Linked DNA regions of Ovis aries: region 1 is linked to region 2. Evidence: chromatin contacts called from public Hi-C data. All regions are on one chromosome and are shown on one strand. The core of a region is the stretch at or near the end of the contact, and the rest is flanking DNA. Distances in the headings are between cores, read along the strand shown. Region 1 has its middle 20 kb from the start of BARX2. Region 2 overlaps ARHGAP32 (Rho GTPase activating protein 32).

The links. Hi-C and Micro-C count contacts between places; a contact is called where the count stands out from the background.
Region 1: a contact with region 2 is called in a Hi-C map of hypothalamus, with 6 times the contacts expected there. The contact joins two enhancer-like sites. A contact is called at or near these places in 4 of 16 Hi-C or Micro-C datasets (hypothalamus, omental adipose tissue and tail adipose tissue).

The regions. Positions count from the first base shown.
Region 1 is chr21:30,025,147-30,029,158 of ARS-UI_Ramb_v3.0, reverse strand. No RefSeq gene overlaps it. Among named protein-coding and RNA genes, the nearest start is that of BARX2, 20 kb to the left of the region's middle. Within about 2 kb of position 1,853, at least 7 of the 54 cell types and tissues checked have an H3K27ac peak or open chromatin away from gene starts, as enhancers often do. A contact at or near this core is called in hypothalamus, where this site is marked.
Region 2 is chr21:29,922,511-29,926,824 of ARS-UI_Ramb_v3.0, reverse strand. The region is part of intron 1 of ARHGAP32 (Rho GTPase activating protein 32); the gene reads left to right. Among named protein-coding and RNA genes, the nearest start is that of ARHGAP32, 47 kb to the left of the region's middle. Within about 2 kb of position 2,729, at least 1 of the 54 cell types and tissues checked has an H3K27ac peak or open chromatin away from gene starts, as enhancers often do. A contact at or near this core is called in hypothalamus, where this site is marked.

The DNA.
Region 1 (4,012 bases), core at 604-3,103, 100 kb before region 2:
CACTGGGCCTTCTGCATCCAATGAATTAAGTTGGCCTTGGTCTTTCCACCATCTCTGTACCCCTAGTTCTAATACTGAGCAAGTCAATACTCAGTAAATTTTTGTTGAGTGAAGGCAATAGTCTAGACATGCCTACTTCAAAAAAATTGAAGCCAATGAGAGAGTAGTTTCAGAAGAAATTTCTATAACTGTGAACTTTATGCAAATTGAAGGGGATTTAAGGAAGGGAGAGAGATGTTAATTTGGTGAGTGGAATTAAAGTTTTCATCCCCAAACCGGGGAACACCAGGCTGTTAGCATCACTGAAAGGCAAAACAAGAGAAAATCAAAGACAATTTTTGCCTCCTGCGGTATTTTGCAAAGGCCTGGGCCTGCATGGGTCTCGCCCCTGGATTTGGACAGCTGTCAGGAAAATCAGCAGGAAAAGGGAACAAACATATGTCAAGACACAGGGAACATCAGACTGTGAAAGGCGGTCCACAGGCCCCGCTCCACCAGATGGCAGTGTGTCAACAGGGAGTTGGACAGCGTTTCCAAGAGGTACCAATTGCAGGAATTTGTGCTGATGCCAAAGCAGAGGCACTGTCTGTTTGAATTATCGCTGATAAATTTTCTTTTTATTATCTAATGAGGATTTTTTATTGACACAAAGAACACATAAAGGTGTACATTATTATAGTCCTTGCCAAGACATGCAATCAAGATAAAGACATGCAAATACATCAGTAATATTTATGGATAGTCACTGTGCAACAGTTAAATCACTGGGAACTTCCCTGATGGTCCAGTGGCTAAGACGCCATGCTCCCAATGCAGGAGACCTGAGTTCAATCCCTGGTCAGGGAATTCATTCCCACATGTGCCAGCTAAGACCCAGAGCAGCCAAACAAATAAACAAATAAAAATAAGTATTTAAAAAGATGAAGACATGCAAATACACCAGCAATATTTATGAATAGTCACTGTACAAAAATTAAATCAGCATTATTTTTATTTCCTTTACTGTGGCTGCACCAGGTCTTAGTACAGACTCTTAATTGTCACATGTGAGATCTTGTTCTTATATATAGAATGGATAAATAACAAGTTTGGACAATATAGCACAGGGCTTCCCAAGTAAAGAATACTTCCCTGTAAAGAATCCACCTGCCAGTACAGGAGACACGGGATTGAACCCTGGGTCAGGAAGACCCCCTGGAGGAGGAAAACCAATCCAGTATCCTTGCCTGGAAAATTCCATGGACAGAGGAGCCTGTGTCCATGGCATCACAAAGAGTTGGACAGGACTGAAAAGACTGACCACATACATACTGTATAGCACAGGGAACTATATCAGATATCCTGTGATAAACTATAATGGAAAAGAATATTTTAAAAAAGAATGTCTGTGCATGACTAAGTCACTTTGCTGTATAGCAGAGATTAACACAACACTGTAAATCAACTCTGCTTCAAAAAATTAATAAAATTTAAAATGTATATATCCTCTTTGTAAAGGGACTCCACTCATTTTGGATTAGGGCCCATCCTAATGACCTTATTTTAACTTGATCATCTCTTTAAAGACCATATCTCCAAATACAGACACAGTCTAAGGTCCTGGGAGTCAGGACTTCAGCATATGGGCTTGTTCTACACAGCTCCTCCAATAACAACACCCCAGTTCTCATCCTGGTTCTCCAGCTAAGTAACTGGGCAATGTAGTCATGCTGAGCAAGTCACTCACTGGGCCTCAGGCTTTGGCTATAAAATGAGGTCATTGGATGATGTCATCTCTGTGGTCTAGAAGTCTGTGATCATGACAATCAATACAAGTCTGAACTTTGCAAGACCGGGAACACGATGATTTCCAAACGAGCCACAAAGGACAATTGTCTCTGTGCATAGACATTGGTGTGTTTGTGCATACAGATGTCCTCTCTACTCTTGTAGGTATAAAGACAACTTTCATCCCCTTATGGGAGTTGTCTTCCCATGCACACAGGCATTCAGTGCTTTCAAGACAACAGCAGCACAAAACACAGTAAGATGTATTTTCTCCAAGTAAGTTGGTCGTTTTCCCTTTACTGCATCTTTGAAAGAAAAGAAATGCATTTAAGGACCTACAAGTAATCCATGGACTGTGTTTTCCAGTCACCCCATCCTCTTTCATGAGTCCTTGTTCATGCAAGTGATCTTCTCCCTGCATGGATCCCTCTCTCCTATACCTCCTCCTGCCCTATTTCTGCCAGCAAGCAGCTATATGAAGTGAAAGTGTTAGTCGCTCAGTCGTGCCTGACTCTTTGCAATCCCATGGACTGTAGCCCACCAGGCTCCTCCATCTATGAAACTTTCCAGGCAAGAATACTGGAGTGGATTGCGGTTTCCTTCTCTGGGGGATCTTCTTGACTCAGGGATCAAAACCGGGTCTTCCACATCACGGGCAGACTTTAATGTCTGAGCCACCAGGTGAGACCAAACTATATCAAGACTTAAGTCAAATGTTACTTTCTCCATAAAACATTCCAGAATCATCTGCTCTTTCCACCTTGCTCATCTAGCAAATGGTATGCATGCCTGCTAAGTAGCTTCAGCTTTGTTTGACCCTCTACAACTCTATGGACTGTAACCCGCCAGGCTCCTCTGTCCTTGGGATTCTCCAGCCAAGAATACTGGAGTGGGTTGCCATGCCCTCCTCGAGGGCATCTTCCCAGCCCAGGGATCGAACCTGAGTTTCTTATGTCTCCTGCATTGGCAGATAGATTCTTTACCACTAGCGCCACCGGGAAACCCCAGCACATGGTGTGCCCATCTGTAAAAATAATTATAGTTGCCCACACATACATAGCACTTACTTTGTGCCAGGCAGAAGTCTATATGCTTTATGTACAACTCATTCAATTCTCACACCTACCCTATGAGGAAGACAGACAGACACTGTTATTATCCCCATTTAATAGATGAGAAAACTGAGACACAATGAGGTTAATTGACATGTCCAAATATACTCGCAAAGTGATAGCAGTATGATTCAAAGCCACACACTCCAACTCCAGAGGCAGAGCAAGCCATTCAGTACCAGATTCTATACCACATTGTTTTATAATTAATATTTATTTAGATATCTATCTCTCAGTAGATAGTATGCTTCTTGGTGACAAGGACTGACTCTTTTTTTGCAAAACAAATAACTTTTTATCGAAGGATCATTGATTTGCAATGTGTTAGTTTCAAGTAGACAGCAGAGTGACCCAGTTATATATGTATGAAACTTTTTCAGATTCTTTTCCATTACAGGTTATTGCAATGCTTTATTGCATATAGTTCCCTGTGCCCTACAATAGGTCGTCTTGTTTACCTATTTTGTATGTAGTGGTGGGTACCTGTTCAACCCCAACTCCTAATTTATCCCTTCACCCTCCTTTCCCCTTTGGTAACCATAAGTTTGCTCTCTATGTCTGTGAGTTTATTTCTGTTTTGTAAAAATGTTCATTTGTATCAGTTTTTTAGATTCCATATAAAAGTGATATCACATGATATTTGTCTTTCTCTGTCTGACTTACTTCGCTTAGTATGATCATCTCTAGGTCCATCCATGTTATTACAGATAAGGACCATTTCTTAGTCATCTTTTTTCTTACAGCCTGGTACAGACCTGGCCCATGACAGATAGTTTAATAGTGAATAAATGTATTTGTTACTTGGTCTCTCTGCTGTTTACTGAGCATGTGGTGCCTGGCACCTCCCTTCTCCCTGGATCTCCCCAGCTCCCATTCTTCTCTTAACACCCACTAGAGCATCTTATTTCCGGCCTGTGTTCCTCAAGTCCAAATAAACTCTGAGGTGTATCTGTCTACCATTGGGGCTGTTGGTGGGATAGAGATGGGCCCAAATGACTTCTAATAAATACAGTGCCTAATGTGCATATCTCAGCTTCAGGTTTAGACATGACCCCTCCTTCTCAAATTTCTTTGGTTCCCCCATCTGCTCGTTTCCACCATTACCACAAGCTGTCTGCCCTGAATTACTGGAA
Region 2 (4,314 bases), core at 1,480-3,979:
AGTGCAGAGGTGCTTGGGAAGAAATGAACAGGGTCTGTAGCAGGTGCGAAAAAGCCACTTTCTTTGGACAGCAGAGGACCAGGAGGGAATGAGAGGTAGGAATACCCAAGCATGACAGGGCAGTGATGAGCCATTAGAAATTTAAATAGGTGAGTGATACGAGCTTATTTAGATTTTGAAAATAGTACTCTCACTACCAGTTTAGTCATGAATACTAGACCATGGTGCTTCCCCAGTAGCTCAGTGGTCAAGAAGCTGCCTGCAGTGCAGGAGCCGCAGATGTGGGTGTGATTTCTGGGTTGGGAAGATCCCTTGAAGGAGGGCATGGCAACCCACTCACTCCAGTCCTCTTGCCTGGAGAATTCCATGGACAGAAGAGCCTGGTGCTACAGTTCATCAGGTCACAGAGAGTCGAACATGACCGAAGCGACTTAGTCTGTACCTAGCAGACCATGATGTGTAGAAATGGAAAAAGGGAGAGACGGATTAGAAGCAATGGCTAGTCCAATTGAAAGATGATGATAGCTTAGACTAAGGTAGCAGTGCAGAGCAGAGAGATAATAAGATTCAGGATATGTCTTGTAGACAAAATAACAGTGAAAGTTGCTTAGTCATGTCTGACTCTTTGAGATGCCATGGACTATGCAGTCCATGGAATTCTCCAGGCCAGAATACTGGAGTTGGTAGCCTTTCCCTTTTCCAGGGGATCTTCCCAACCCAGGAATTGAACCCAAGTCTCCCACAATGCAGTGGATTCTTTACTAAGGCAAAAAGCTACAAGGAAAGTATTTGCTGATAAGTTCGTTTTGGATTTTTAGGACGATACAAGCTTTTGATTTCTGAAGTATGCTCTTTAATGGTAAAAAAAAAAAGAAAAAACAAAACAAAACAATGTGTTGTTAATGTGGGTCTTTCCTGGTGGTTCAGCAGTAAAGAATCTGTCTTCAAGGCAGGAGACGTGGATTCAGTCCCTGGGTTGGGAAGATCCCCTGGAGAAGGAAATGGCAACCGACTCCAGTATTCTTGCTTGGGAAATCCCACAGACAGAGGAGCCTGGTGGGTTGCAGTCCATGTGGTCACAAAGAGTCAGACATGACTTAATGACTCAACAACAAATGTTATTAATGTAAAAGCTTTGTCTCTGCTCTCAGTAAGTGCTCAGTGATTTTTAGTAGAGTTAACGGATTTTCTCTCATCACTTGAATCTGTTTTCTGGGATGTTGCACATGTTTGCCGCACGATATTAAAGCTGGTTCCTGGGTCTAGCTCCAGGTCTTTCCTGTACACTCTCTACCTCTGCAGCCCCTTTTCTGGCCTCCATCTGGGGACATCTGCCCTTGTTCCACCAGCCATTTCTTGTTCTTTGTTCTGCATTCCTGCTGTTGCTCTTCCTTTGCAGGGATGTGCAGAGATTGCATCAGTTGGTTTTGGGCCATGCCATTCACACTTGACATGGTGGATGGTAGGCTGGGTCAGAACAGCCCGAGGCCTTGGAGATTGGGACTGAGAACAGTAATTGAGTCTTAACTGTCAGAGTTTCTGCAGAATCCAGTTACTTTTGCTTCTGTGAAATTAGAATTAATAAGATGCAGCAGATTGATAAAACTGATGTTAGGTTTAAACACGTCTTTTCATGTAGCCTTCACATTTTAACCAGGTTGTAAAGTGAAGTGAAGTCGCTCAGTCGTGTCCAACTCTTTGTGACCCCATGGGCTATAGCCCACCAGGCTCCTCTATTCAAGGGGATTTTCCAGGCAATAGTCCTGGAGTGGATTGCCATTTCCTTCTCCAGGGGATCTTCCCAACCCAGGTATTGAACCCGGGTCTCCTGCATTGTAGACAAACTCTTTACCATCTGAGCCACCAGGGAAATCTTAGTTTTTGTAAATCACATCATGTTTTACTTATGTTCAGAAGGTCTATAGTTGCTTGGGACTGGAGACTCTGTCCTCCAACAGTATCACGTATTCCTGGTTCTCTTCTTTGTATTACCCCCGCCAAGGGGTGGTTTTCTCCTATCTGAAGACCATGTTCAGTGGTACTTTTTATTCACTTACCTGCATTTGTGTGTGTGGTGCCCTACCAGTCCTTGAGTTCTAGCAGATAACAGCCAAAATGATTCAGACAGACCTAGTTTCACCACAGATGATGGAAGTTTCATATCTACACATAAAGCATCTAAGGATAGGGGCTCAGGCAGGAGCTTGGGGAGGAGCACAGGAAATGTGGCCTGAAAGTCTAGAGAAAGTAAAGCTCTGGCAGGAACTATATTAGATAGCTGGTTGAATTGGGGGAGATGTTTGGGAAAGTGAGTTGTAATAGTGTCTGGTGGCTGCTGTCACAAATGACAACAAACCCAGTGTCTTAAAGCTGCAGAAATCTATTCTTTCAGGGTTCTAGAGGGCAGTAGTCTGATCAAGGTGGCAGCAGGGCCCCACTCCTTCCAGAGGTTGTAGGATCCTTTAGCTTTTCTGCTGTCTTTCTTTGGGTATTTATTTGGTTCTAGTAGGCAGTAGAAATTACTGGGTGATCACATTGAACATTTGATATCGTGGTTCTCTGCTGTGCCAGGGTGGGTTGGTTTTGCCCTAGTCCAAGAGGACCCCCTTTAATCCTGGGGCGTAGCCTTTATTCTCAAGGAAAGAGCCTCAGTGTGAAGCCTGAGGTTTTTGCCTGGCAGCTTTTAGGCTTGGTTCAAATTCTGTTTCCCTTGGCGTGGCAGCAGCTGAGATGCCTTCTCAGCCTCTTTCAGCCTGCCAGCTATTGCTCTCCGGTGAGCTCCATAGAGTCTTTCTTGCACATGTGAGTTAACGAGTCAGCCACGAATTTGAAGTGACCTTGTATTTAGAGTTTATGTCTCCAGTAGCCCTCTGTTTTCTGGAATTTCCACCTTCATAGGTACCATCCCTTCGGTGATCCCACGCTCTGTCATTTGACACCTCCAGCAAATAGACTGCGGCTTTCTGCGGAATTCTGGTCACTCCCACACCGTGAGAACTGGGATGTACTACCCCAGAGGAAAAGCTCAGAGATGTGGGGCTCACCCACGAGTGTGGTTGTTTAAGTGATTGAGTCTCTGATAGTTTTGCTGGTGTTCGGTTGCTTTAGCAGGTTGGGTTAACATGGGAAGCAAGCAGGGAGTGGTGTGAAGGAAGTTGATTAGTGTATGACTGGTATTGACATTTGAGGAAGAGGGAAGGAAGAGATAGGAGGGTGGAGAGAGAAGGTGAGCTATGATGCATCTCTAGAAGGGCCACAGCTGACTCCGAAATCGGTTTTCTGAAATCGGTTGGTCCTTCAGGGCTTATATCTGTTCATTAGATGTTCTGTCTTTTCAGGTACTTGTCTTACATTTTGTTCACAGTTGATAGTTTTTAACTGTTGGAGATAGACATTTGGTGGAAAAATGTAGGCAAAACCAGGATTTCCCTAGGTTTTAAAATTGAAAGTTATGTGTCTTTGATTTTCTGGTAGTGAATCATGCTTATGTTTGGCAGTGAAAACACTCCAGGTGATTTGCATTTAATTTGAAATACTTGCTTGTTAGTGTATTTGACAACAAAAAGAATGCTTCTCAACTGAGCTTTCATCTGTAATCAGAAAATACAGTTGTTTGCTACATGTGTAATAGCTCTCTAAAATAAGGCAGGATTTCTTAACACAAAACAAGGACATCAACATAACAGTAAATATTTGTACAGGAGCCATAAAATATGTGCTATATAACCATGAAAAATTATTTTATATATTGAATACCACATGAAGTTTTAGGCTCTTGTTTGATAGATTTTTATATTTTAAATGTTAGCCAATCATTGAATTGAGTTGATACACAGTTTATGATACTGTTTCTGTTGAAATCAATTAGTCCTAAGGTATTTCTTACTTAAAAAAAAGTTTTACAGTCAGTTCTCTAATTTGAGAAATATTACTAATGGGAAATTTCATTAAAAAAACATATTCTACTTTAATTTTGATTTAGCCTGGAGAAAACAAAAATGCCTAAACAGTTTTTTGCTTTTTTGTCATTTCCCAACAAAAATGCTTTACCTTAAGATGTTTTGTACCAAATTAAAAAAAATGAAGCAAATCAAACAGACTAGTAAGTATATTGTGGAATAAATACATTTGCATCATTCATCATTTGTTTTACTTGTGTCCTTACTGTAAACTTAAATGATAGAGATCAGGGAGAGCAAAGATGAAAGCTACTTGACTGTTGTCCAGGCCCTAAAAGAATTACTTTTTTTCAGTAGCATCTGCAGCATTTCCTCCAAGATAGTGTAAATTTGGGGGAAAAAAATTAAGTAGTTT